7 separate regions of the Mus musculus genome follow, and regions 1, 2, 3, 4, 5 and 6 are each linked to region 7. Evidence: chromatin contacts called from public HiCAR-type, HiChIP or PLAC-seq and promoter capture Hi-C data. All regions are on one chromosome and are shown on one strand. The core of a region is the stretch at or near the end of the contact, and the rest is flanking DNA. Distances in the headings are between cores, read along the strand shown.

Evidence for each region. HiCAR-type assays count read pairs that join an accessible place to other places. HiChIP or PLAC-seq counts read pairs in DNA pulled down with a chosen protein or histone mark. Capture Hi-C pulls out chosen DNA fragments and counts their contacts.
Region 1: a contact with region 7 is called in a promoter capture Hi-C map of liver, with 8 times the contacts expected there. The contact joins the promoter of Fbxo43 here to the promoter of Osr2 in region 7. A contact is called at or near these places in 23 of 39 promoter capture datasets (the 3T3-L1 cell line, 3T3-L1-derived adipocytes, the C10 cell line and 14 more), 2 of 15 datasets of contacts at CTCF or cohesin (both in embryonic stem cells), 43 of 484 Hi-C or Micro-C datasets (the C2C12 cell line, CD8 T cells, DN2 thymocytes and 38 more), 27 of 115 datasets of contacts at active chromatin or transcription factors (the 230-238 cell line, acute myeloid leukemia, bone marrow-derived macrophages and 19 more) and 3 of 9 other capture datasets (adipose tissue, liver and macrophages).
Region 2: an H3K27ac HiChIP or PLAC-seq map of embryonic stem cells shows a contact between it and region 7, with 2.4 times the contacts expected there. The contact joins the promoter of Rpl30 here to the promoter of Osr2 in region 7. A contact is called at or near these places in 2 of 39 promoter capture datasets (liver and pre-B cells), 2 of 115 datasets of contacts at active chromatin or transcription factors (astrocytes and embryonic stem cells) and 2 of 9 other capture datasets (adipose tissue and liver).
Region 3: an H3K4me3 HiChIP or PLAC-seq map of embryonic limb bud shows a contact between it and region 7, with 6 times the contacts expected there. The contact joins the enhancer-like site here to the promoter of Osr2 in region 7. A contact is called at or near these places in 10 of 39 promoter capture datasets (the 3T3-L1 cell line, 3T3-L1-derived adipocytes, the C10 cell line and 5 more), 4 of 115 datasets of contacts at active chromatin or transcription factors (craniofacial prominence, embryonic limb bud, forebrain and 1 more) and 1 of 9 other capture datasets (embryonic stem cells).
Region 4: a HiCAR-type map of astrocytes shows a contact between it and region 7, with 5 times the contacts expected there. The contact joins the promoter of Rnf19a here to the promoter of Osr2 in region 7. A contact is called at or near these places in 5 of 39 promoter capture datasets (cranial neural crest, embryonic stem cells, hematopoietic stem and progenitor cells and 2 more), 4 of 484 Hi-C or Micro-C datasets (cerebellum and embryonic stem cells), 5 of 115 datasets of contacts at active chromatin or transcription factors (astrocytes, embryonic stem cells, extraembryonic endoderm stem cells and 2 more) and 2 of 9 other capture datasets (adipose tissue and embryonic stem cells).
Region 5: a contact with region 7 is called in an H3K4me3 HiChIP or PLAC-seq map of embryonic limb bud, with 4 times the contacts expected there. The contact joins the enhancer-like site here to the promoter of Osr2 in region 7. A contact is called at or near these places in 8 of 39 promoter capture datasets (3T3-L1-derived adipocytes, the HPC-7 cell line, cranial neural crest and 5 more), 1 of 15 datasets of contacts at CTCF or cohesin (large pre-B cells), 1 of 484 Hi-C or Micro-C datasets (bone marrow-derived macrophages), 17 of 115 datasets of contacts at active chromatin or transcription factors (craniofacial prominence, embryonic forebrain, embryonic hindbrain and 7 more) and 1 of 9 other capture datasets (embryonic stem cells).
Region 6: a contact with region 7 is called in a promoter capture Hi-C map of liver, with 2.9 times the contacts expected there. The contact joins the promoter of Rida here to the promoter of Osr2 in region 7. A contact is called at or near these places in 6 of 39 promoter capture datasets (the C10 cell line, embryonic stem cells, neural stem cells and 2 more), 4 of 115 datasets of contacts at active chromatin or transcription factors (astrocytes, embryonic forebrain, embryonic stem cells and 1 more) and 1 of 9 other capture datasets (liver).

What each region holds. Positions count from the first base shown.
Region 1 is chr15:36,163,579-36,166,594 of GRCm38.p6, forward strand. It overlaps Fbxo43 (F-box protein 43), which reads right to left and starts at 1,283. Exons shown (of 5, transcript NM_001081253.2): 1 at 892-1,283.
Region 2 is chr15:34,441,734-34,444,727 of GRCm38.p6, forward strand. Rpl30 (ribosomal protein L30) reads right to left here and starts at 1,543. Exons shown (of 5, transcript NM_001163485.1): 1 at 1,452-1,543; 2 at 1,292-1,344; 3 at 902-1,047. The coding sequence starts at 1,312.
Region 3 is chr15:36,040,456-36,043,463 of GRCm38.p6, forward strand. It overlaps Rgs22 (regulator of G-protein signalling 22), which reads right to left. Exons shown (of 28, transcript NM_001195748.1): 20 at 2,750-2,818; 21 at 98-259. Among named protein-coding and RNA genes, the nearest start is that of Rgs22, 98 kb to the right of the region's middle. Within about 2 kb of position 1,661, at least 6 of the 459 cell types and tissues checked have an H3K27ac peak or open chromatin away from gene starts, as enhancers often do. A contact at or near this core is called in craniofacial prominence and embryonic limb bud, where this site is marked.
Region 4 is chr15:36,281,772-36,284,471 of GRCm38.p6, forward strand. It overlaps Rnf19a (ring finger protein 19A), which reads right to left and starts at 1,376. Exons shown (of 10, transcript NM_013923.2): 1 at 1,141-1,376.
Region 5 is chr15:36,111,608-36,114,519 of GRCm38.p6, forward strand. The region is part of intron 3 of Rgs22 (regulator of G-protein signalling 22); the gene reads right to left. Among named protein-coding and RNA genes, the nearest start is that of Rgs22, 27 kb to the right of the region's middle. Within about 2 kb of position 1,539, at least 7 of the 459 cell types and tissues checked have an H3K27ac peak or open chromatin away from gene starts, as enhancers often do. A contact at or near this core is called in embryonic limb bud, where this site is marked.
Region 6 is chr15:34,493,958-34,496,751 of GRCm38.p6, forward strand. It overlaps Rida (reactive intermediate imine deaminase A homolog), which reads right to left and starts at 1,289. Exons shown (of 6, transcript NM_008287.3): 1 at 1,096-1,289. The coding sequence starts at 1,160. It overlaps Pop1 (processing of precursor 1, ribonuclease P/MRP family, (S. cerevisiae)), which reads left to right and starts at 1,354. Exons shown (of 16, transcript NM_026340.3): 1 at 1,354-1,458.
Region 7 is chr15:35,294,504-35,297,458 of GRCm38.p6, forward strand. Osr2 (odd-skipped related 2) reads left to right here and starts at 1,595. Exons shown (of 4, transcript NM_001368665.1): 1 at 1,595-1,964. Gm52178 (a long non-coding RNA gene) reads right to left here and starts at 1,531. Exons shown (of 3, transcript XR_003951500.1): 1 at 305-1,531.

The sequences.
Region 1 (3,016 bases), core at 33-2,532, 870 kb after region 7:
CACATCCTCATGTTCAATAGTGTCTCTATGTATGTCTCTATGGGCACTGTACTCATGCACATACACAGACATACATAATTAAAAATAAATCAGAAAAAAACCACTATGTTTTTTCTTTTTAACATTTATTTGTGGGTGACACACATGCAAACATAGCATGCCATAGAAGTCATTTCTCTCGTTCGGCCACATGGACTTAGACATGTATGGTATGTAAGTTAAATATGTAGTTTAAATATTACAAAATAACCTGCTACAAAAACCACAAGATCCGAGGCTCACTGCTATAAAGCAAAGTGATTTTTAAGCCTCTTCCGCTTTTGGGCAGTTTTGACTTCTGATCCCCTGTGCTTATGACTAACTTCTGCGCATGCCTGGTAGGACAAGATGATTAAGCTCTGCTTTCTACAAATTGCTCCAAATAGTAAGTTACAATGTTTCCTCTCATAAATCACTTTCTCCTGAAAAAATATTAATTCAATCAATTTGCGAAAGTTAGAGCATGTGCATTTACTGTATTGTATTGAATTTTATTCCATGTGAAATTTATTCTAAAAGTGACCTGTTCTGCCACTTCACCACTAGGTGCCTCACCAGCATAAGATTTGGGAAATGGAAGCTAAAAACCGTTGGGAATAAAGTAGGAGCCCTGATACACGCTCCCTACTTGGGAAAACCAGAGACTCTGTCGCTGCCTTCATCCTCATCTTGCTTATACACCAAAATGCCTGCTTCAAACTTTGAAAATTATTCATGCAACCACAGGCTGATGAATCAAACAAACCTTTTGATGGCAAAAAAAAAAAAAAGTTCTGATAAATCACTCAGAACTCCTATCTACAAAGACTTACGCAAAATAAAAAAAAATAAAAATAAAAAAAAAAGACTTACGCCCTATACAAGTCAGAAAACTGCTTCGTTAAACCGATGCTCTCATTAAAGTGGAATATCTTACCACCAGTCAACCTTGAGTTCTTAAGACATGTCAAAGTAAGGTAGGCTTCCAAACAACAAAGTCTGTCATCTTTGCCTTTAAAGTTCATGCCGAGGTACCACCACTTAAGAGAAAAACCTCAACAATTAACGGAGCCCGGAGCAGCGCCGGGACGGCTTCAGGAGGGGCAGCGGCTGGGAAGGTCAAGTCGCTCGGAATCTCTCCGCCCCGCAGCAGCCGCACTCTCCGGCCTCTCTCCAGCCAGTCTTGGACCTGGGGGAATCTCCCGACTAGAGACCAGAGATGCCCCCCCACCGGAGCTGCCGAGCCGTCTGCTGCGGGCGGGACTAACGGTCGTCACCCGGACGTGCGGGCGGGCGTGCGGGCGGGAGACGCCCCTGGGAGGAGGGCGGAGCGGCTGCGGGCCGGCGCACCTGGGCCGCGCCGCCCACCTGAGCCGGGAGCCTCGGCCGAGCCCGCCCCTGCCACCTTTCCCCGCCCAGGGCACCACCCTCCCCACCTTCCGTCTGAGCGCTCGCCCCGCCTCCCCGCCCTCATCCCTTCGCAGCTCCGCCCTGCTCCATCCAGCTCTCTGTTGGTCCCTGCATCACTGCGTGCGACCAGACTGGAGGGACGCATCGGTTAGAAAACCTGCAGTGCCAGGCATCATCCCTGGAAGTGTTTCGCCCGATGTACAAAGTCAAAGAATCCTATCAACAGCTTTGGATAGTAAAGGCGTAAATACAGCATAAGGACGGAGAGGTTGACTTCCTAACTATTTGATTTTGGGTTAAGAGAGTGGCAGTGGTCCCTGGGAGTCCACTTGAACTTGTTAGGTAGCCAAGACTGTCCTGGAACTCCTGATTTTCCTGCCTTCATCTTCCAATGGCTAGGATTACAGGAGTGCCCCAATAAACCCAGCAACACCCCCCAACTTTGGTTTTGGTTTTGTGTGTGTGTGTGTGTGTGTGTGTGTGTGTGTGTGTGTGTGTGTGTGTGTGTGTTTAAGACCGTGTCACATGAAGTCCAGGCTGGACTTGAACTCCCGATCCTCCTCATTCCACCTTCCAAGTTCTGGCGTGTGCCACCACACCTGGTTAATGATTTTTTTTAAAAATAGTTTATGATTTTGCCCTCGTTTCTACAGTGAACAAATATATAAATTTTGTGAATAGACAAAAAAGAAAAAAGTTGTGAGTCACACCTCTATAGTCTCTGCAGTCAGGAGGCAGAGGATCTCCATAGAGACCAGCCATGTCTACATACCAAGTTTCAGGTCAGCCTAAGCTACATAGCCACTGACCTGAAAAAAAAAAAAAAAAAACCAACAAAACAAAAGTTATGAATAAATGAGTGACTGTGTTTATTGGTTTCAGACATTCCTTTTTAGGGATCAGAAACAGCCAAGAACCTATCACACCAAATACATTTAAAGTCTTGGCTTTCATTCAGTGTTCCAAGAATGCACAGCCTGACCCCCATCGCCTGTCTAGCTGGTCTTCTCCGAGCAGAGACTCTTTTCTTCCTGGGACCACTGCAACAAGACATTCCACCTAGGCAGTGTTCAAAGTTTTATCTTCTCCAAATTGACACAGGTCTCAATCAGAACCTCAGCTGCCACCTTTAAGCTAGTAACAACCACTACCCTCTTCTCTGAGGATTCTCCTTAGCGTTGACAAATAGGCTTAAAATACCCAAACTCAAAAGTAAGCTCAAGCTACATGCTATTCATGCAAAGATGAACAGGGCACAGTTTCTTAATGAGGCTTGTTTATAAACAGGTGAGAGTGCCCTCACTCCCTAGGGCACTGGGCAGGTGCTAACCATTAAACCAGTTAGAATTTGACAGCTCAGCTGATAAGGGCACTTGCTACTCTTTCAAAGGACCTGAGTTTTGTTCCCAGCACCCTTACCACACTGCTTACAACTGCCCAGAACTGCAACTTTGGGAATTGACACCCTTTTCTGACCTCTGCAGGCACTCGCACACACATGGCATATATTCACAAAGATACACATTTAAAAATGTTTAAAACCACTGTGTTTGTGTAATCTCTGATAGTGAGCACTCCCCATGTTCAT
Region 2 (2,994 bases), core at 293-2,792, 850 kb before region 7:
CACCTCACAACACCAGGAGAATCTCGTGTCAGCAACAAGTATATACTCCATTTTAATCAAACGAAGGCAAAGAATAATAGGAAGGTGGAGTGGAGGGTCAGAAACCTAAAAAAGTAAGCCCTCTTAAACCACCTACTATACAGTGAATACTACATAAGGGCTGCTGATAATATTACCCAAAAAATAAATACTTCAGTGCCAAGTTAAAGGATACAAATTGTTAAGATTTGAAAGTTCCACAGAACCTTGAGCTTAGAATGTGGCCCCACATACCAACAGTGCTCCAAAGTGCTTATGAGAAATGAACTTGAAGCTCCAGCCTGGACCCACTGAGTCTGAGCTTGTAATTTAGTAATGAATGTCTACGCTGCCACTATGAATCGACTGGCAAAGGTTTAAAATAAGACCAAACATTCCAAACTCTGCCACTAAGTATAGACACCTACATAAAAGGCTGAAGAGGTGTACAATTGCCATAGAAAAATCAAGGAGCGTATACTACACAAGCTTCTTCAGCTTACTTAAAATACTTGTTAGGTTCGAGTTAAAATAGTTAATCAAGAATGAACGTGTTCAGAAAATTGGACCCTGCCAAATAGGTGATTTCATGATACCATCACCTCCATAATCCAGCCAGAATTTTTCTAAACTAAAACAGGCACATGAAGCGGAGTGTTAACACTTCAAACCTTGAAAAATTCGGGATCGGGCTTCCCCCAGTCTGCGTGTATCATTTGTATACCTCCTGTCACACAACGTGCCTCAAAGGTACATTTACAAAAAACACACACAAAGCAAGGTCCAAACATCAGAAAGCAACCATCATTATTCTTCTTCCCAATGCTGGATACTGCACAGTGAATTTACAATAGGCTGCACACATCCAGGTTCCCTCCATTACCTCAAAGCTGGACAGTTGTTGGCAAGGATAACCAACTTCGCTTTGCCTTGTCTGATCATCTTCAGAGTCTGCTTGTAGCCCAGCACGTACTTCCCACTTTTCATAACAAGTTGGAGCCTAGAGTTGATCGACTCCAGAGACTTTTTCTACAATGCAAACGTTTGAGACTTGAACACCACTTGCAGTCATCTAAAACCAAACTCAGTTCCAGATTTCTGGAACTGAACCCTTTCATGATGTCTGAGACCATACAAAGAGCCTCTCGGATTCACTTTGAGACCCTGAAACGTCAGCGACAAGTCGTCCACCCAGTGTGCTCAAATCTATCCGCCCCGGCCCGACCCAGCTCTCCACGTGAACCGGCTTCCGGGCCCGATCGGCTTCACTCACCGTCTTCTTTGCGGCCACCATCTTCCTGCCTTAGGTGCGGGACAACCCCCAACCTAGCATACACAGAGGACAGAAGAGAGGATTATAATCCAGAGCGTCAAACACCAGCTAGCGGAGCTCCCCGAGCCGCCTAATCGTTTACCCCGCAGAGCTCACTCACCAACACCAGCCGCCAAGATGGCCGGGGAGCGAGAAAGGAAGGAGCTCCCACAATGCAAAGCTCTTCTAGGCCGACAGAGGATTGTGGGACCGGAAGCGGAAGAGAAGCCGGTCCGGGTCACAAGCAGAACAGCGCTTGCGAGAGTAGTCTGCGGTAGTTGGTTGCTATGGGGACCGGGTTACAACGCAGGCTGGGCTGCTGCGGCGTCTGGGCTCCGGCCTTCGGTTCTGGGCGTTTGTTCTGCTGCAGCGGGCTGACACCGCGGAGAGCCGGAGCTCGATGGGAGCTGACGACGAGGCCCAGGGCTCCGTGGCGAGGCGGCAGCGACCTGGCCTCTCCTGGGCTGGTCTCCGCCTGACGTTGTCTTGGGCGTGCTCCGGAAGGACCCCGGGCCGCCGGTTTACCCCGTGACTGCTCACCAGGAGCGGAGGCATCTCTGTCCACCCGCCGCTGATCTTCCTGTTTGCCGCTCCGTAGGACACACACCCCTTTTGCGGCGGTTTTATACCGTGTACTTGGGAGCCTACTTTGCACAGGGACCACAATTGAAAAAAAAAAAAAAAAAACCTGGTGAAGTGGCTGACGGGTAAATGCGCTTGTCGCTAAGTAGACGAATGAGTTCCAAACCCACGTGGTGGGAGGGGAGCGCCAAGTCCAGCAGGTTTTTCTTTGGCCTGCGCTTGAATGCTCACATACGTATACAGAAGTAAAGAAATAGTCGCAATACGAATAATTTAAAAAATCATTTTGCTACGAAACTTGGGCCGTTGTATAAATGTAGCATTCAAGGAAAAAAAAAAAAAACCTTGAAAGCCTCTACTATTTACGCACTAGCACCAACGAAAACCCAGGGCTGTTGAGATTGTTCAGTCAGTAAAGTGTGCTTGCCTTGCAAGCGTGGGGACCTGCATTTTATGCCTAAACCTCTCTGTCAATCCCCAGCCCCCAAAAGTCTGGCATGGTTGTGCACACTTGTAACTCCATTTGTGGAACAGATTCCCCAAGGCTGGCTAGCCAGCCAACCTAGTCTAACCTGTCAGCTCCAGGTCTCAAAGATCTTGTGAAAAATAAGGTGGACAACTACCGAGTAAGTACCCAGAAGTTGACCTGTGACCTCTGCCCAACTGCACAAGCACCTGTGCCACCAAATTTATATAAGCATGAAAAAGGAAACCCAGGGTAGTAGGTAAGCTGTATGGTGAGTTACTTTGCCCTGGAGGTTAGGAAAGGGAAGAACAACCCTGCCTCCCCTTAATTAAAATAACTTTAAAAACATCCATGAGTCATGCGGGTCGAGATGATCTATACCTATAATCCCACCCGGAGCTGGCAATCTCTGTGAGTTGATCTTTTGGAAAAAGAAAAAAAACGGAAACTAAAACATATTACTTAGCCAACACACACACTCTATGAGATAGTAACTGTGTTATTCTCACATTTTTACAGCTAGTGTATTACAGAAGTATGAATAGAACCAGGCCTGCAAATTAGGGTTTTTTGGTTTTTGTTTGTTTTGGTTGAGTCTTTTGAGACAGGATTTCTC
Region 3 (3,008 bases), core at 411-2,910, 750 kb after region 7:
GTATTACACAATTCCATTAGCTAGAGATAGCGACATCCTAGCTTAAGGCACCACCTCTTCAAACAGAAGTTATTTTCTCCAGTTCCAAATACAATACCTTAAACTTTTGTACTTCTTGCCAAAAAAGAACTCCATTTTCCAATAAATCTCCTTTCAGGGCCACAAACCGTTGAAATTGCCTTGCAATGACTGGATTCAATAATGCTTTACGGAAAGCAATAATCTCACAGGATGAAGATATCCACTTACTCTCCACAGGCTGTCCAAATAATACAGGAAATCAGACATGTTCCAAAAGTAGCAATCAAGTCCTTAATTAAACTAAAACCACCAACTCCCATTTTTTTTTGATTTGGCTACTGAAATGTGTGCTGTGGATGTAATAGAATTTGACAGCTTTCCCCTCAGACTCTGCATTTTTGTCTCTCTTTTTCCCCTCCCCCTCCAATGGCCCCATTACTTTTAGAAAAATTACTGGCTGACTTACATGTAACTATATTGTTAAAAATTTTTAATAGTCATTACAGTTTGGGGCCAGTGAGAAAAGAGAACAGAATAATCAGGATGCTATTGTTAGATATAGTTACAATGTGACTTATGGTGATTTACATTGTTACATTGTTACATTGTGATTTATTGTGCTTGCATTATTTTTACTACTTCTTTTATTCTTTGGATTATAATAGTTTTAAGAAAAATCAACAATTCTATCATTTAAGTTGAAGATTTACTTTAACTCTATCCTGGTAAGATTATGCTTTTATATGGAATGCTTTTAACCCATTTTAAATGAATAGTTATATTGCTTCTTAACATATTCATGTTGCAATGTTAGGAATGGAAGTCAGTGCCTCGCGCATGTAAGGCAAGTGCTCAACCACTCCACGTCACCCGTGGATACCAACAATCATTTTATTGTTTTGACACAGAACGTCATTCTGTAGCCCTGGCTGGCCCAGAACTCACTATGAAGACCAGGCTGGCCTCACCTTCGCCTGCCTCTGATTCTTGAGTGCTGGGATATTTTTGTTTTCTTCTTAATAATGAAATTCTTCTGACTGAAGATTTATTTTATACATCATAAAATCTACAAGTGCCCATGATATTTTAATAATGCTTAAAGATATTTTATCTACATCTATTTTATACTGTAGCAATTTTGGAGCAAACTTTAAAAAATATTTTACTCAATTCAAGTCACATATTCAACCTCTTTTACCCTCTTAATTTCAAAAAGCAAATAGGTTTTATTAAATTTACCAAATGTATATATTGAAAATAGATTTGAATCCTGTTGGGATTCCCCAGAGTCACTGTCATTAAGTAGGCAACGATGCAAGGACACAGTGCTCCCAAAGTACCATTGTAGCGGGACAAATAAATTATAGCAGTGACTAAATGCCATTACTGACAAGGCATTAAATAAGTTCTTGGAACGAACTGCATGTGACCATCAGTACAAATGTTGGACACAGTTTTGCAAGAAGTACCCTAGGAACTTGAGGGAGGAAAGAGTAATGAATTCCGCCTGGAGAGGGGTAGCCTGCGCTGCAGCTGAAAGGGAAAAGCACCAGGCCGTGGTGAGTGGTGGCCATTAACCCAAGCGCAGGCATAGATGCCTGTCACTCCTTAGCAAGGCAGAGCCATGCTCTCTGCACAAACACTTAAGACTCTTAGCATCTGCTCCGCATTAAGATTACAACCCTATAAATAGGAACAAGTATGGATTAAAGTGGGATGTTTATTTAAAACCCACTCAACAAAGACTGTTTTAAGGCCTGATTCTTAAGACACTAAAACTTAGCCATTTAACTAAAACCTGTAATTTAAATAAATAGAAAATAATGCAAAATATAGATCATAATAATATAAAATATATGCTCATTATACTTAGTATTTCAATAAAAATATAACAAAAACAAACCTTTCAAAAGATCGCCTCCCTTCAAGAGGCAGCCGGGAAGAGAGCTTCCTGGCAGACCCAAGCATCCTCTGACTTTAGGAGAAACCTTTATCTTTGCTCTAATTTGAACGAACCACCTAGGCCTCAGTTTTCATGACCCAGAGGGTAACCCTCTGGAGCCTGCAGACTCACTAACAGGACTATGCTCATCATACTTGCTAAAAGCACAATAAGCCATTATACAAAAGCATCCCATTACAGCGATTTTAATCATCTACAAAATCACAGTTGCTGTAGTTGCTTTCAAGCTAAGCTATAATTTGAAGTTCAAGGGTGGGGGTTGGGGGGGATAAGAATGATGTAATTCACTGGTGCCTCTTGTGACATGTTCTTTCTATATAATCCACTCTCCTGATAAGTAAATGACCACGTGCTGTAAGCACAGCTCGTGTGACAAACCCAGGCTTTCATGACTAAATAGACATATATATGTCCCCAGTGCTGGGGACCAAACCTGGGGCCTCAAGGGAAAAGCACACGTTTAAAGGTCAGCCGTATGCTCCATGGTTGAGAGGGCAGGAGCTCTGAGGAACAGGGCACACTTCCACAACCGGCCTGCAGAAGGAGGTTTAGATAATGATGGTCAGGGACAAGTCGGGGGCGGGGAGCACCACTGGGGTGGGGAGAGCACGTGTGTGTGTGTGTGTGTGTGTGTGTGTGTGTGTGTGTGTGTGTGTGAGTGTGTGTGAGTGTGTGTGAGTGTGTGTGTGTGTGTGCGCGCACGCGCGCATGTAATACTTTGTTTGAGGGAGTAGAATTTATAAGAGGAAGAATATAATTACTTGCCTTCCAAACTCCAATTTTCCTGTCGTGCCTCTGCAGTAACAGCTCATCCGCTATGTCTTTCATCTGTGTCTGAAGCAGAACCAATTATTTTATCAACATATTCAGAATTGTGTTTTAACAGCTAAGAAACAAGGCAAAGGTTAGGTTAGATAGGGAAGGAAGGACCTACAGTCAGTGTTTCAGGCGGCTCCTCATCGAGACCATCACTAAGTGCACTGCTCTGAATGTAGGCAACAGAGTGCATGTAGAACTGTCCTCA
Region 4 (2,700 bases), core at 126-2,625, 990 kb after region 7:
AAAGAAGCTTAAGCAAGCAAATATGGAAATGACTTGAATTACAAACAGAAGCACTAGGATGTGCAAAGAGACCGGTTTATAGCAAAACCGGAAAGGGAAAAAAAGACAAGTATCTCGTCACACTACATACAATGAAAAGGGTCAAGAAATTCTGGTTAAAATATTAAATAATCAAAGACTGCCAGGTACGCGTGCGTATACACAAACATACACAAAGTAGAATGAGGAAGATCAAAATATTTTGAAGGCACCAACCACGGAAAGGCCCGCTTTCATACCTCCCGTTTGCTATCATTTTACACCAGCCTTTATAGCCAACCCTAGGTTTGAAAATTGCAGCTGCATTTAAAGGCCGTCCTATCATTACCAACATTTTGCGACATTCTCAACCCTACACAAAGTAAAGCACCAGTCGTGTATTTCTATCTCCAAGGGCGCCAACAAGCAAAAATTAAACCTTTCTTTTTCCCATATATAGCCTTCACCATTCTCTTCCCTCTTTTATTTGCTGCCCTTGTCTCAGGATTAACGAACCTAAACCACTTCTTCCCATTAGTGGAAATGGAAAAAGAGAAGAGAGCGACAGTAGAGCGGAATCCCAGACCGAAGGAAAAACTGGCAATTCAAAGTGGTGGCCTCACTCGGGGTGAGGGCAGGGAAAACCCCAGACGTGGAGTCCGGAAGACCCCCGTTCATCCCCAGGCTATACGGCTTTCCGCGCCGGTGCCTGCTTGTGTGCGCGATCTCCGCTCCCGAAGGAGGCGGTCATCTCCCCGCCGCCCTCCCGGGCCCCAGGCGGCAGGCTTCGGGGGCGAAGTCCGCGGCGCCCAGTGTGCGGCGAGGCCCGGAAAGCGTCCCGTTAGAGGCGATTTCACCCGTCAGGAATGCGCTCCGCCCCCGCCGCCTCCCCACGGCGGCCGCCCTCGGGTCTCGTCCGCTCCGCCGCCCCGGAACGCTCGGGGCAGCGCCGTGGACAGTCACAACACCGACGGGGCCACAGGCCCGGCCCCCCACGCCCCGGCCCGCACCCCGGAGACGGCCGCAACGGTCTCCCGGCCCCAGACCGAGGCCTGAGCGGCGCCTTGAATCCCCATCCGTAGGGGAGCCGCCCGGCTCCCGCGGCTCCGGCGCCTGCCGTACCTCAGCTCCTCAGGGCGGCGGCGGCGCGGGGCGGCTGGCGAGCAGGCCCATCCCGCGGAGGCAGAAAGCGGAGGCAGAACGGAGGACGACTTTTCAGCACCGCCGCGGAACCTTCTCAGCTAGGGCGAGAGCTGCCGGTGGAACGGTTGCGGGCGGCCGCTTTCCCGAACTCCCCTCTGTGACTCCAGTCGGACCGTCGCAGCCGGGAACCAACACAGCAACTGCCATTCTCCCCCGCCCTCGCCCCCAGGCCCCGCCCCCTCCACTCCCTCCTGCCCCACCCGGCATAGCCCCGCCCAGCGCGCCTTGCGTCTTGGCGTCAAGCCCCGCCCCGCCCCACGTCGACCAGCCGCGGTTATCTCTGGGACGCGGTGGTTCCTTGGCTCCAGCACGTTCGCCTCGCACTGCGCGCTCTCGCCGCCGGCCCTCCCGCGGGCGGCGACTTACTCGGAACGCGCCGGGCAGTGGGGCGGGAGACGCCCTTCTTGTAACCCCGACCCCGTCTCCGTGAGGTGATAGGAAGGGACGGCGGGAGCCGCGTTCCAAGTGGAGCGCTTCCTGAGCGACAGGACCCTGACTTAGCTTTTCAATCCTTTGTTCACCTGCTTGATTGGCAACCCTCGGGAGAGCAGAGCCGAGTCGTCCCCAAAGAAATATCTCAGGTCTTATCAATGTCTGATACAGTAGGAGTTACTTTGGCCCAGCCTGTGTCTTCCATTCCCCTCCAGCTTTTGATCCAGTCGGACACCCTTTGAATTTTTCACCTACATAAGACTTGGTATAGAGTTAGTTAAATAAACAGATCCCTTTCCTGTCCTGATCCCATCCTCTCCGTTTATTTCTCTTGGGGACTTAGATCATTTCCTTAGAATCCTGAGAAATGGATGTGATGGATGCCAAAATGTCCATCCACCATCTGTTACTTAATCTAAATATATCACTCGATCCTTATTTCAGTGTGTCTAAACTAGAAACTCACCAAGGAGCCATATTTTTTCAAACCCCACTTGGCCTCTTTGGTAACACAGTAAATTTTTCCCAGTTAGAAACAGGCTAGGCGATCTAGGGCTAAATGTCTTTGACCATACATCTTAAAGGGAGTAAGTATGGATATGATTTCCATTTATTGGAAGTTGAGAGCCATTATGTGTATACCTTAAAATGCTATCAAAAGGCTGCATTCGATGCCCAATAATCTACAGGACACTTTAAGCCTACGGATAGTGCAAGAGTAGCTTTGCAGTACAAATGGAGTAATGACTGGTAAGGGTTTTGAGTAAAGAATTGTGCAGAATAACAGTGGTCCTGTACTCTCTATAGTCATCATAGTTCTGAGAAATTAAATTTCTGTCTTCCTAGAAATTGGAAGGGTCTGCTGTTACTTACTAGTCCAATATGCATATCCTGAGAGAGATATACCTGAAGGACATCTCCACTTGAATCTATGGAGGCATCTTGTATTAGATAGTTTTATCTTAACATGAGACAAGCTAAAGTCGTTTGAGAGAAGGGATCGTCAATGAAGAAAACACCTCCATGAGACTGGGCTGTAGGAAGCCG
Region 5 (2,912 bases), core at 289-2,788, 820 kb after region 7:
TTCTAAACTTATCTACAAAACCACTAAAGTGAATTCAGAAATAACAGTAAAAGACATGGGGAGGGAGGCTTAGGAAGGGGGGACACTGGAAAGCTGAGTGGACTGATTTTCAGAGCAGTTTTTAACCATACAAGAGAAAAGTCTTTAGCTTGCACCTCGGAGCCAGACAAGCTCCTCTGGACTGCCCTTTCCTGACTTAATTTTCTCCTTCTGAGGGTGTCACTCTCTCGATGTTCTAAAACAGATCGTCCTGAAGGTGGTGAGAGCCAGCTCTGTGGTACTAGTCATCCATGTGCGAAAAACATTTTCACAGAAAAAGCAAGTGCTTGAAAATATTTTTACCACAATAAATCGCTAGTTCCACATTTCTCTGAAAAGAAGAGGGGGAGGAAAAAAACCTGTGAATAATTAGTGTTGTGCTTAAACTGCCAGCCTAGCACCAGTGAAACTTACTGGTGCCAAATTATTTAGCTGAACAGTATTTAAATTAAAAACTAATGACTAGGTTAATTTAACACATGTCCATCTTTGCTCTAACTCTGTCTCTGCTAATTGAGCTCCAAAGCTGTATTTCAAACATGAATCCTCATCTGTGAATAAAAACCATCTGACTAACTTGAATATAACAAGTTGGTTACCAATAACAACTTCTTTTAATCTAACTTTTATTGATGTTTTAGATGCTGAACTATAAATTGTTTACCAGACATTCAACAATGAATGTCTGAAGGAGTACTGTGCCACATGGAATGTATAGAAGAATATCCTTAGTTAACAAAGTGAGTTACAGTAGATAATCTGAGTGTTTCATGGGACAGCTACGGGGCTTATCGAAACACCCATAGGTATATAAGTACTGAACTAAGCAGTTACCCGGCATTCTGTCAGCATGCCTTTGAAAATCTCTTGAGTATTTAAATCGTGGCAATGGAAGACCCAAACCCTCCATATTCCCTAGGACCACCTTTCTCCATCCCCCACTACCCAACAGCTCCTTCTAGCATATAACTCTTTCATAAAGCTGCAAGAAATTATAATAGTTTACAGATTAAAAAGAGTGTGGAGAATCGGGCCAACAAGGAGTTATGGTAAAATTCCTGAAGTGCATAGCTAAGCAAAGTCTGGCAAACATATGGCATACCTATCCTTGCGAGGAGGGTATAGAGCAGGCCACCCCTTCAGCTTCTGCAAACCATAAATGTCACAAACATTTGAAACCACCCACAGAGAACCAACCTAAATCTATGTGGGCTCATCTACTCAATCCCACAACAGTCACTGAGCATAAAACACACAAAACAAAACCAAAGGGAAAAATGTTTTCGCACTATAGCACAGAAGAAAACCTAACGAGCAAACACTTGTCCATAAAGAGTTGACAGAAAGGAAAAAAAAAACACCCAGACACCAAATGAAAACAATATCTGAATGTGAACTTGGCTCGAGAACAAACACAACGAAGTTATGAAAGCTAAGATTTGGAAAGTGCCACGATCATTTATAACAGAGGCAACTGTCCTGGATTTCCCTCTTCAGAAACAGCATGGGGGCAGGCTACCAGCCATCGGGCTCGGGAGCGTAATGTCCCAGGAGGGTAATGGTGGAATGGAAGGAAGTGGGAGGGGAGCCAGAGGCTGATTCATGGCCCATTTTTGCCTTGGCTATGTCCCTACAAAGGTGGGATGGGGTCTTAGAGGGCTCAGAAGATAGATTTCCCTAAGACCCTGGGCTCTTTAGCTATATTCTCAGGCTCAGAGTGTGGTTGTGGACAATGTGATAAGGAGGTAGGAGAGGAAGGGAAGGGAGAGACTAGAGAAAGAAGCATTCTCTACTTCAAAGATTTTACATGAAAGATGTAGAAATGAGAAATAAATGATCCTTAAGAAGTTGGGGGACCCAGAACTTGGGAGGCAGAGGCAGGTGGATTTCTGAGTTCGAGGCCAGCCTGGTCTACAAAGTAAATTATAGGAGGGCTATACAGAGAAACCCTGTCTCGAAAAACCAGAGAGAGGAGAGAGAGAGAGAGAGAGAGAGAGAGAGAGAGAGAGAGAGAGAGAGAGAGAACACTTTTCTGTGTAGCCCTGGCTGCTGCTCTAGGACGATAGGCCAGGCTGGTCTCAAACTCACATAGATCCACCTGCCTCTGCCTTCCAAGCACTGAGTTGAAAGGCATGTTGCCACCATCACCTACCTGGCTAAATTCTCTTTTTTTACACAATATGAATGTGGGATAAGATTCATCCCACATTCATCAATATTATGATTTTCTAATTATTTGTCATAGGAAATCATCTTAAGGGAAACTGCTACAGAGATAAATTCTTTCTTCCTTTCCCCCTCCCTCTCTTCTAACACAGTACTCATTTCCCAGCCTCTGCCTGAAAACCTCCTGATGAAGGAGGGTTTACCACCTTCCCTTTGAAAACTAGACTCATATCAATCCTGCCTCTGGATTCACGGGGTATTAACACATTCCCCTTAACTAGATCTCGAGGTCTTTAGAAGGGTTTACCCTATTCCACCACTGCCACCAAGTCCCTGCCACCGAGTCTCAAGCCAGGCTAAACACTCAACTTCTTTCAACCCTTTCTCATCTGACATGGTTTCCTGAATGTTCACAGGCTGAGTCTCCCAGAGACCAGCTTGGGAAAGCTGCTCTCAACATATGAGACCAAGATCGCAACACAATGTTCCAAATGTGGTCTAACAGTTCAGTCTTTTCCAAAAAGCACCACGTGCCTTCTATGTTCCAGACTAATATTTTTTCTTGATCTGAACTATAGTTCAGTTAACGCACACTAAAAACACATTAGCTTTTTTTACTTCATTTAATGTATTAGGGTAAGCACAGGCAACGACTATCTAAATGATCTGTTTCTCTTCCCTCACTAGTCCTACAGCAAGGCTTTCTG
Region 6 (2,794 bases), core at 39-2,538, 800 kb before region 7:
TTTTAAAGCTGAGGTATTTTGAGGAACAAGGTTTTAAGTTAAGTGTGCTGGTCTTCACGTCAGCACTAGGAATGCTCAAACAGGAGAACAGCAGGTTCTAGGTTAGTCTGAGCTACAAAGTTAGTCTGTCCTTCATAGCACCCACAGAAGGAAGTGAAAAGAAAGTACCATTTCTATTTAAAAGCACTTCTGGTAAGCAGAGATAAATGCCAAAGGGTAGTTTTTATTTTTCCAGTACATATATGGTTAGCTCTAGTATATAGGATAATCTCAGAAGATCACCTTTGGTGTTACTTGCATTTGATATTAGTGGTAAATAGGCATGGATAAACCATTCATAAGCATCATTGCATTCCTACACGTTATAGAAGCCAGAGACTAGGATAGACATACAGGTATTTGCTGAGTACTGTCCAAATGAGACAAGCATATCTTGTAAATTAAGAAAGGGTTAGATCAAACTTCATGCTAGTAAAAGAAGCCTGTCACAGAGGACCAAACAGTGTATTATACTTTTTATAGCAAACGTCTTTAACAGATAAACCCTATAGTGATGGAGAGGAAATAAATGGGTGGTTGTAAGGAGCTGGGGAAAGATGCCATGTGGAATAAATGCTAATGGTATAAACCTTATTTTAGGTTGGATGTAAATGTTTTGAGAATAGAAAGTGATGATGGCTACACAACTTTTGGGCATAGTAAAAGCCACTGAATTGAACCCACTAACAGAATGAGAATTCTATGGGTTGTTTATTCTATCTTAATAAAATTGTTACAAAAACCAAAACTAGAAGCCACCAAGACGAAAGGCAAGGGGGTTGGGGTGATGCCACTTCTAACCAGAGAAAGCATGTAGCAAGCTCGCCTTCGGGGCCCCGGCAGCTCCAGATGGGGGCAAGATCTTAGGAGTGCAAGTTTCTGGTAGCACCAGGGCTCCCCCATTCTCTGAGGGATTTGGATACACTGTACTCTTTCTGAACTTAGTTTCTTCGCGCGTTCTAAGACTCTCTTTTGCTCGGACCAGCAGGGGCCAAAGCTCCAAACTTGCAACACTGCACCTACCTGGTCCTTCAGAGCTACAGTAAAAAACATTACCTGTAGGGACCAATGGCCGCCGGGGCTTTTGTGGTGCTGATCACCTTTCTGATTATGGACGACATGCTAATCCTTCCCTCTTGAAGACCCTCCAGAAGAAGAAACGATGGTAAGTAACTACACCCACTCTTGTCCACTGACCAGACAGCCCTAGGCAAAAGAGTTTTAGTTCAGGGACAGCCCCGTGCGAATTCGCACGGCCCGATGGGAATTGTAGTTTACAAGCGACTCCGGGACACGTGGAGGAAGAAGCCGTGCTGCGCACGCGCCCTCAGCCCGCTCGCTCACCCTCTGTGGTGGGAGCTTCTAGGGATCTCAGAACCTTGTCATTCTTACCGGCGAAGCCCTCGGAACTTTTGGCAGGTTGGTGGTGAGGCACTAATGCTTAGCCGGGGCCGCCAGCTCGCGGGGGCCTCGCGTGGGGGCTTGCCCACAGTGGCGGCTTCGGCTTGCGGCGCTTTTCACTTGGGGAGGTCCATGCTGCCCGGGCGGGCCCTCTTGCAGTCCAGAGCCTCAGGCTCCTGTGCTCGTTTTTATGCTTATCGTTGCCCTGCCAGGCGGAATCCCCTCTGGGAATGCGCTTGTATCCCTTTCTGGGTACCGTAAAGGACAGGGATGGGTCATTCCGGGGAACCAAGCAGAGGTGTGGGTTGTCTGCCTTTCGCCATCCCGTGCTTCCTTTCTATGCATGATCGCCTCAAGATTTGAGCAGACCGGGGTCTGCTTTCCGGAGGCGAGTCATCTTCTCCTAGCTCACGACTTCAGCTTTCTCACTAACGAACCTGGGTAGATAAGAAGATGTACTAATTAGTAACTGATAATATATCATAAGGAAGTATATTTAAAACAATTCTTTAGTGTAGCTGGTATAATTTTGCCTTTTGAGAAAGATAAAAACTAATTTTTACTCTCTAAATAGATGTGTGTATGTTTATTTTTTCATAAATACGAGTTTTGGTAGAGTATTTGATACTGCAAGACATAAAGCATCTAAAGTGGTTTTGTTTGTTTGTTTGTTTGTTTTGTTTTTGTTTGTTTGTTTTTTGAGAGGGTTTCTCTGGATAGCCCTGGCTGTCCTGGAAATCACTTTGTAGACCAGGCTGGCCTCGAACTCAGAAATCTACCTGCCTCTGCCTCCCGAGTGCTGGGATTAAAAGCGTGGGCCCCCACGCCCGGCTTTTTTTTTTTTTTTTTAGAGCTGATTTGTTGTTTGATTTTTATAATAGTCAGTGATGAGATGCTATTTTGCCTAAATATGTAGTACAGTCGGAACTATAATTAGGGCCAGTTGTTGGAAAAGTCTATCTCAATCCCAAATCCAAATTAATGATTTAAAAAATATAAAATTTAACCCAGCAACTCAATTTCAAACTAGTTTTTTAAATCAAACAATGCAGCCCAGCACAATCCAAAGACGTGCGGCATGAGAACAATTTAAAGAGAAATTTAGGCCTGTTTTTATATCATTGTTTCCTTTTTTTTCTTTTTCTTTATTTAATGTACGAGTGCTCTGCTGCATATATATCTGCCTGCCTGAAGAGGATATCAGATCCCCCTATAGATGTTTTGTGAGCCACCACGTGGTTGCTGGGAATTGAACTCATGACCTCTGGAAGAGCAGCCAGTGCTCTTAGCCTCTGAGCCATCTCACCAGCCTGTATAACATTGTTTCTTAAGAGCATAAACCTGTATGTACAGT
Region 7 (2,955 bases), core at 345-2,844:
CAGGCATCCTGGGAGCTGAGGCTCAAGACCAAGCGCTAAAATGAAAGCACCCTATGGAACTCACTCGAGAAACGGTTTTTTAAACCCCCAACTCTTCCTAGGCGTTCTCCTGCGTCCATCAAATTTATTCTGAAGTAGTTAAGCACTACAGGATACTGAACACTCCAGTCTCTGTCCCAGGCTCACTTCCTAATCCTTGCGAACCTACAATTGGTGAAGATGGCCTGCTAGTCCTGAATTACGTTTTACCAAAGAAACGAAAATTAATATTCACCTTGACAAAAATAAAACAAAAGGCTTTTACCTTAATGGGATCGTTTCCGTAGTGTCTGCCTGCCTTCCTGCTTGGTCTTTGACGATTCGGCTCGGCTCGTAGCTTTCTGCTTACACCTATCCATCTCCTCACATAGTTGAGGTTATTGTAATTGTCCTTTGAGGGGGCGACCGAAAAGCATCTTTTGGTGAAACACGTTTGAATTGTACAGTTCCTTTAAAAGATCTATGGTTCTGCAAGCACCAGCTAAAGTGTCCTCAAGTGGTTTGGGACGAGGGACAGTTTGCTTAGTTCTGTTCCGGCGGCGCGTTGCGTCTGAAAAGAAGTTGCTTCAAGTGGATCTTATCGTTCCCTGACATCCTTTTCCAGAGGGACTGTAATACCCTCTCATTTACACGCTCACAAAACTAAACCTTTAGGAGAACTAAGAAACCTAACAGTACATGTCAAATTCAATCAATTTTCCTGGCGGCTGAACAATGAACTCAATTTTTGCTGAGAATGAAGATAATGCACGTTTTGAGGCACTGGAATAGTTTTTTCCTAAAATTTAAAAAAGATTGTTCTTCACCCATTCCAGATGGGCAGGTTATTGTTTGCCAATGGATTGCAGATGCCCACTCCTTTGCCTAAGTTGGTTAACTGCTTATGAAATGTACATTAGCTGATTAAAGCTTAGATATTGAAAGAAATTTCTCCCGGAACATCCAGATGTCTCTGCACTAATTATGAAATTAGTCAATTGTCACCTTCATAAACAAACTTCGTTTTGAAAACAGGGAGGAAACCAGACTACACACATAGTCACAATTGACCAAAAGTATGGGCAGAACTGTTTTACATAGGAGGAAGGGCGGTATATGCTGGAAAACAAAATCTAAAACTGATAGCTTTGGCCCTTTGAAGCAGATGATCATATTAAAAGTGTTAAGATGTGTAAAATGACGCGACAGCTAACCGAGTAAAAGTACGAAATGCCCTTTGGACTTCTCTGCGGGCTTGGGGGAGCAAAGATCCAGTAGTCGGACTTCTATCGGTGTGAGGAAAGTGTCATCCAAAAAGAGGGGATGGGCGTTGTCTTTGTGTGAGGTTTGAATTGAGTCACCTTGGGCTCTGTGTCTGGGTTAACTGGGAAAACCTCAAGCAAACCTGCGCCTTTAAGACTCAGTTGCTATCCAAACACAAGTAAACAGAGTGGACCATTAGCGGGCGCCGGGCTTGGAGGCGGAGCCTGGGCGCTGCAGCCTTGCTCCTCTGCAGGACGCCCGCCGCGAGGGGAGGCGGGGCCGCTACTAAAGCCTTGGACTCCGGGCCAGGGGCAGCCTGGGGCGGGACGCGGGCTGGGACGGAGCTCAGCGCGCTCGCAGCCGGAGGGTGATGGCCCTGCAGGGCTGCGGGCTCCGACTTTACCCGCAGTCCGCGGTCAGAAACTGGCCCAGGCACCGGGATCTGGGCGAGCTCTGAGCACTCATCCCAACACGCTCGCTCTTTACACATCCCGCTTCCACGGACTGCCGAAGACCAATTACCGCTGTCGCTTTCGCTCCCCCAGATCATGTTCTCGGTTCCCGGGACAACGCGCCGAAAAAGAAGTTCTCCCAGTTTGGACCTCATGACCTTTCCAAGCTGTGCGTCCTGCTGTCCGGACCTAGTCTGAACCGCGCTGCCCAGGCAGACATCGGTTCTGGCGGTGAGTGTCCTTTCCAGGGCCAGGCTGTAGCCTTCCAAAGGAAGGGAGGGATGTGGGTGCTCAAGGGGCGCCCAGGTTCTCAGTCTGGAGCGCTACAAGTTCAGAAAATGAAAGGCAGCCGTGCGGACCCTAGTCCCGGGCCTCGTGTTCTGGCCTCCTCCGGTCCCTGCACGCGACTCCCAGCTAATACACTCAGTTGTACTTTTGTGCGCTGTCCCTTAGTTTGGTTTTGGTAGATTTACGCATTCGGCAAGATTTATAAAGGCCGATCATCGTACTTTGTGGCCAGATCCCATCACCCCGTGATATTGCTCCCCTGCTCTAGAAAGCGGGATCCACGCTTCCTCCTACTGCAGCTCCGGCACTCAGCACGGAAGGGCCGGGACACACGGTGCAATCAAGCCAGCGACTCCGAAGGCGCATTTCACAGGGGAATAGTCCAGTCATGGGTGATTATTTTTTCCAACCGTGTACTGGCCTCTTGCTTTTCCTCCTGCTCCGGTCTTCGCCCAGAGGCCAACAGGCAAGCTTCTCAGGAGCTGAGACGCTTGGGTTGTCGAGAAATAGCTCGGAATGGAGTCGCGGTTGTAGGAAGGAGGCAGGACAAGGTGTTTGTGGAGGCAGCAACGCTGGATCGGTCTCCCCACCTGTGAGCAGAGAACAAAAGAGTTCTGACTGCTTTCGAAGCGAAACTGGGTGCAGACAGCAACTTTCTCTGCTCCACAAATTCCAGTCTTGAACAGAACAAGAAAATGAAATGGAGAGGGAGGGAGCGGAGACAAACCCAGTTTATGCGGAGGGCGCCTTAATTTAATTAACTCTTCGGGAAGGCAGAGGCACGGGGAAGGGGCAGAAACTTCGTGCCCCCCCCCCACTTGACCAAATTCTCCTCCCCCACCATGATCGTAGATCTCTTTCTACTATAGCTCTCTGGCTTTTACACAGTTCTGCTGTGTTTGAACTGAAAATCAGCGAACATAACCATTCATCC